Regions from separate parts of the Mus musculus genome. Here region 1 is linked to region 2. A link is a contact called in public HiChIP or PLAC-seq data. All regions are on one chromosome and are shown on one strand. Each heading gives the region's core, a stretch centred on a gene start, on an enhancer-like site or on the middle of the called end of the contact. The rest is flanking DNA. Distances are from core to core; before and after follow the strand shown.

Evidence for each region. HiChIP or PLAC-seq counts read pairs in DNA pulled down with a chosen protein or histone mark.
Region 1: an H3K27ac HiChIP or PLAC-seq map of microglia shows a contact between it and region 2, with 4 times the contacts expected there. The contact joins the enhancer-like site here to the promoter of Taf13 in region 2. A contact is called at or near these places in 3 of 39 promoter capture datasets (liver, pre-B cells and stem cell-derived epiblast-like cells) and 1 of 115 datasets of contacts at active chromatin or transcription factors (microglia).

Annotation. Positions count from the first base shown.
Region 1 is chr3:109,041,906-109,045,013 of GRCm38.p6, reverse strand. No RefSeq gene overlaps it. Among named protein-coding and RNA genes, the nearest start is that of Gm36778, 12 kb to the left of the region's middle. Within about 2 kb of position 1,398, at least 3 of the 459 cell types and tissues checked have an H3K27ac peak or open chromatin away from gene starts, as enhancers often do. A contact at or near this core is called in microglia, where this site is marked.
Region 2 is chr3:108,570,094-108,573,119 of GRCm38.p6, reverse strand. Taf13 (TATA-box binding protein associated factor 13) reads right to left here and starts at 1,421. Exons shown (of 4, transcript NM_025444.2): 1 at 1,372-1,421; 2 at 162-240. The coding sequence starts at 1,398.

The DNA of each region.
Region 1 (3,108 bases), core at 149-2,648, 470 kb before region 2:
AGGAAACCCTGCACTTGGTTACTTTAAACCCTCTAATGGATTTCAAAGTAATATTCTGGTCAACTAAAAAAAAAAAAAGGAAGGAGGTAGAAGTGTATGTATCTAGTCAATGTGAAGGGACACCACATTCATTTTTACGTGAAAGAAAATATCGAACACAGAAAAAAATACCGTACTTGATTTTTTTTCACTAGACATTTCTAGCAGGAAAGAGAAAAACAATTTGAAAACCAGGAAATATTTATGTCCAAGCACTGTATAAAATAGAGTCTTTTCTGAGAAGTATCTCCTCGATTTTTTTTCTATATGTACTCAGTTACAGAGTTTATGAGCTGAGTTCTTTAAAATCTACATGTATATGTGTGTGGGTGGGTATGTATGACTGTCAGTGTACATAGACACATGTCGGTCCAGAGCACCCAAGGAGACCAGGAAGGAGCATCAGATTCTTTGGAGCTGGAGCTAGAGATGTTTCTGAGTCCCTTGATGTGGTTGCTAGGATCTGAACTCCCATCTTCTGACAGAGCAATAAACACTCTTAGCCACCGAACCATCTCCCCAGCCCCTCATCAGTGGTTTTTAATGGGAAAACATGCAAATTCTTTCATTTCTACTTCTGTACTCTTAATACAGGACAGTGCTGCTGAAATGGCTATAGGTAGTTCAAATATGAAATATCATCATCTCACAATATTTCCAAAATGATCCTTTCACCTGGTATGCCATTTCCTGAGAAAATAAATAAATTCTGTATTTCACTGTGGAACTCTGAGATCCTTTTTCAGATGTTCAAATTCATTTTCACGTGTTCCTCCTTGGTATATAAGAAAATACAACATATTGAATGAATGAGTTAACCAATCAGCCATCAAGAATGAGAGTGCTCATGGTACCAGTTAGAGAGTCCTATATCTGGGTGATAGACCTGTGCTAATAAACAGAGTTGCTAAAAAGCGGGATGGAAATATATATAAGCTGTTTAATAAATATAATCTTAGAACATAGATAAGATGTGCCTCTGGTCACTGCTCTCTTCTTTGAGTAGATGGTAGGTTTTGCATATAATTAGCAAGAACTTATTTAGTCTTCCTCAATGCTAATTCCTTAATGACAAAGACATCATAGTGACCCACCTTGCCTACCTTCATCCTGTGTGATGCTTAGAAGAAACTCAGATGCTTGCTGACTGAGTGAGTGATTGAGTCTGGGCCTCTGCAGTCTGGCAGGGTGATCATTGGCTACATGAACTAGAATGCGGTAAAAATGTCAATGCAATTCCTTTGTCACATCAGCCACGCTTCAGGTGACCAGTGACTGCTGTCGTCTACAGAGCAGAGACTTCTCCCATCGTTGCACAAGGCCCTACTGGACAGCACTGGTCTAGACGATTTCCTTCATTTTGCAGAACAGAATGAGCTCAAGGAAGCTCTCACTGGCTCATTCAGCCATCAGAAGCAGGGCCAGGACTCCAGCTGGGACCCTAACCCCATCCTGTCGCTCTTAGGTCACCTCCTGCTGAGTATTTCAGAATTCTGACTGGAGTGGAGTGACACAGGAAATAGTGTCCTTGTCTAAGGACTGCTACCGAAGCTATTTTATTATTAACTGAATATTTTAATCAAAAAGATATGTAAAAAGAAAAAATAAAGTACCTGAGAGTCCTGTACTGGTGATGATGAAGGAGACACTGATTTTAAAGACGCTTTGAAGGTATCTAGCTGAGCAACGTATCATGAGACTGGTTTGTGCCAATTTAGCTATAAAACCCATTCATAGAATAGGGGCTGGTGTGATGAGTGCCGTTTTGCCTCTGTTCAGTTTCGTTTAAATCGTTTCTTTATATCAATTTAACTTTTAAAAGAATCATCTGACTCTCATTCAACAAATCAATACAGTTTGCTAAGATTTGGAGTTCAGGGGCTGGAGAGACAGTCCAGCAGTGAAGACTTCCTGCTGCTCTTGCAAAGGACCTAAGTTTGTTGTCCAGCATTCACATCTGGCAGCTCACAACTCCTACCCCAGGGGATCTGACTCTCTCTTCTGGCCGCTGGGGGGCGTTCAAGTGCTCGAGCCTCTACACAGACATGCATGCGTACCTCTAAGAATAAACAATAAATCCTTTCACAAAAGCCCTGGAGTTCAAGGTTGGTTTGGAGAAAACAGCCTTTTCTGACAAAAGGTCTTTCTTTGTTTATGGAATTAGTGTTGAGTGTTCCCAGGAAGGAGAACACCAGTTCATTTGATGGGGCTGATACAATCACAGAGATGCTAAAACAGACTCGTTCCCTAGTCTTCTGCACCCACTGAACAGGAGACTGTGAAGGGGGCCAGAAAGCAAGAACCAAATGGAGATGAGATGATTCCCCAAATGCGCCTGGACTTCTTCCACTTTTTCCACTTACAGTCACTTTCAGCTGAGACATTTTTATACGACTCAGCATATATGGGTACATAAAAATGAGCACGCAAAGCAAGCATTGCTGATAATAAACCTTAAAGAAATGGATTGCCTTATTTTTAAATGCTTTTATTAGCTTATAGGTTTCATTATGAAATCCCCATTCCTCTCTTTCCAGTTTGTTGTTAGTTGCTCTGATAAAACACTGACCCAAAACTACTTGGAGAGGAAAGGGTTCATTTAGCTTACACATCCTAATCACAGTCCGTCATTGAGGGAAGTCAGGACTGGAACTCAAGCAGGGGCAGGGGCAGAGGCAGAGGCAGAAACTATAGAGGGACACTGCTTACTGGGTAGCTTCCAGGAACAGGGTCAGCTCTCTTGGACCTCCCAGGACCAACTGCTCAGGAGTGGCACTGCCCACAGACGGCCAGGCCCTGTCACACAAGAACCATGCCACACAAACATGTCATCCAGCCAATCACATGGTGGTAATTTCTCACTGAGTTTACCACCTCCAAGTGACTCTAGTTTGTGTTGAGTTGACAAAAACTAACCAACACACATGTGTATAATGTCATATGCACCTCCATTACCTTCTTTCACCCCCATTTCCACCGAAACCTTTGTTTGTTTTTTTCTCTCAAGAAGTCCTCCTACTTCTGTGTCTTTTGTGTGTGTGACCTACTGAGCTTTAATATGGCTGTTTG
Region 2 (3,026 bases), core at 172-2,671:
CAAACAAACAAACAAACACCAAGAATAAAAACAGGCAACCTTATAGGCAACTCTGAGAACACTGTCCCTATAAACAAACATATGCAGAACAATATACTCTGAAAAGACATGTTCAAAAGCTTTCACCACCTGTAATAAAAACACTAGAAAGTACAACTTACATTCTTTCGAGAAAAGTCTCTTTCTCTTCCCCTGGCCACCTTCCGCTCCTCCTCCAATTTCTTCATTCTCCTCCTCAAACTAGAAATTTTAAAACACGGACATGGCAAATGATTGCAGTGCACGTGATATTCCCTCGAGTCTCCTCCTGCTCGCCCTCTTTGTGGAGTGCTGTGAATTGAACCCACGAGCTCACGATGCTAAACAGATGCTTGACCACTGAGCTACACCTCCTGCACTCTTTTCATCTTTTTTTTTAAAGGCATTTATTATTTATGTGTATTGTGTGCCTACATAAATGTGCCTGCTGTTGCCCATAGAGGCCAAACTAGGTCTAATCGCTGTAGGTTGCCAGATGTGACAGCAAATGCTCCTAAGCACTAAAGCTATCTCTCTACACTTTTTTTTTTTTTTTTTTTGAGACAAAGTGGTCTCACTATGTGCCCGTGTCTGCCTGAACTCACGGAGATCCGCTTGCCTCTGCTCCTGAGTGCTGGGATTAAAGGTGTGCGCCACCACGCCCAGTGACCCTTTTTCATTTTCGAAAGTGAGAAGCTAAAGCAAACTGCACAAAACCACGAAAATTTAGCACCAAAGGGCTCATAAGCCCTAGTCCAATTCTCAAGTCGTGCAAGAAGGCTTTTATTACGGCTGCTAACAACCTTACAACCGTGCGTGTGTAAAGTTCTAACGACCTCAGGTTCTGGGTTTGGTTTTAGCCAATTTAGTTGTCACACTGCTAAGCAAGACTACTGTAAAAACCTGGTAGTTTAAAATCTACTCTCTGCTGTCATCGGAAGCAACTGATAAAGGGCTAAGAACTTTCCTTAACTGGGCTGGACTCTACCTCACAAGAAAACCGATGCCAAAGGAGAATTTGGATCCCAAGCTTCCTGTCTTTAGTTCATCGTTTCTCCGCTATCTTCACTAGTTTTGTCAGCATCTGGGCTGCTGGTTCCGCTTTAATCAGCTTTGATCTCCTATGACCCTCTAGATGTCTTAGTGTCGGGAAGATCCAGGTCAAAGAGAGACCCTTTCTACTCTTCCTTCCCGTCTTGTCCCACGCACTGACTAAGGTAAACCAAAAAAGGAAAACACCGCGGAGCCCCCGGACTCTCGGCGGGAATCCCTAAGGCACAAGCGGGTCAGACTCTGCCTCCGCTAGTGATCCGAAAGGAGTGAGGAACCAGGCTGAGACAGGCGCTCACTCACGGTGGGGTCTTCCTCCTCATCTGCCATGCTAGCTGCTCGCCAGCCTTCTGAACCCGCCCACCGGCGGCTGGCGAGTTTTATAAGATACGTACGTCACTTCCGGCCTGGCCAGCGTTGCGCAGAGAGGCGTGCGCGTTCATTCTCCTACCCAACCCCGGCCTTGGGATTGGCTGGAAGTCAGTGACGTGCTCTTACGTGTGGAATCCTGAAGGAGGAATTAAAAATTACAAAGAAGCCAGGCGTGGTATACTACGCCGGGAAATCTCTGCACTTGGCAGGCAGAGGCAAGAGGGCTTCGAGTTCGAGATCAGCTCAAGTTTCATGAGCCCATGTCTCAGAAAACATAAGTGATAAATTTGTGCATACTTACGGAGGCTCACAAATGCCTGTAAAAATAGGATGACTTTTTGCCTCTGGGGCTGATCCACTCAAGTACACAAGCCCCATGATATTATATATAGTATCTATATTATTATATAATTATATATCTACTTTCTTTTATGTAAATAGGTGTTTTGCCGGCAAGTATGTGTACCATGTGTGTGCAGCACCAAAGAAGCCAAAATAGAGCAACCGATTTCCTGGAACTAGAGATAGACGATTGTGAACCGCTATATAGGGGCTAGGAATCAAACTCAAGTCTCTTGAAAAGCAGCCAATACTCTTAACCACGGAGCAATCTTTCCTGCCTCCGTTAATACGCAATATATATATGTAGTTTGGGTTGGAAGGTTGTTTTGCGCTTTTTTTTTTTTTTTTTTTTGGTTTTTTCAAGACAGGGTATCTCTGTGTAGCCCTGGCTATCCTGGAACTCACTCTGTAGATCAGGCCGGCCTCGTTCTCAGAAATCCGCTTGCCTCTGCCTCCCAAGTGGTGGGACTAAAGGCGTGCGCCACCACTGCCCGGCCGTTTTTTGCTTCTTCTTCTTTTTTTTTTTTTTAAATTACAAAAGATGTGCTAGAGAAATGGTTCAGTCAATAAAAGCTCTAGCGGAATAAGCCTAAGGCTCAGGTTCAATCCCTGGGACCTGTATAAAAAGTGAAAGGTGAGAAGACAGAGTCTGCAAGGTTGTCCTCTGGCTTCCATACACAATAATAAGAAAATATTTTAAAATTATGAAAGAGCTAAGTGTAGTGGCACTCGCCTTTAATCCCTGCCTTGGGAGGCAGAAGCCAGAAGATCTCTTTGAGTTAGAGGCCAGCCAGGGCTACATAGTCAAAACAAGAAAACCAAAGCTCGGCAGTGGTGGTCCATGCTTTTTGTCCCAGCACTTGGGAGGCAGAGGCAGGCGGATTTCTGAGTTCAAGGCCAGCCTGGTCTACAGAGTGAGTTCTAGGACAGCCAAGGCTACACAGAGAAACCCTGTCTCGAAAAACCAAACCAAACAAACAAATAAACAAAAAGCAGAGACATTAAATATATCAGAAAGATGGCAACACAGAAAAGGTGGAAATAGGGCATAAATAAATATGTATAAATATGTATAAGTAAAAAGGAAAGGACTATAGACACTTACGCTATCAGCGTATAAACTATGAAGCATGGATAATTCAACCCTCTTAACTCAAACTCCAAAATGGAAACTGGGAAAAACAAATGAGCAGAACAGGCACAAAGCAGAGTGAACAGCCCTGTGCTTCCTCTACAAGTTTAGC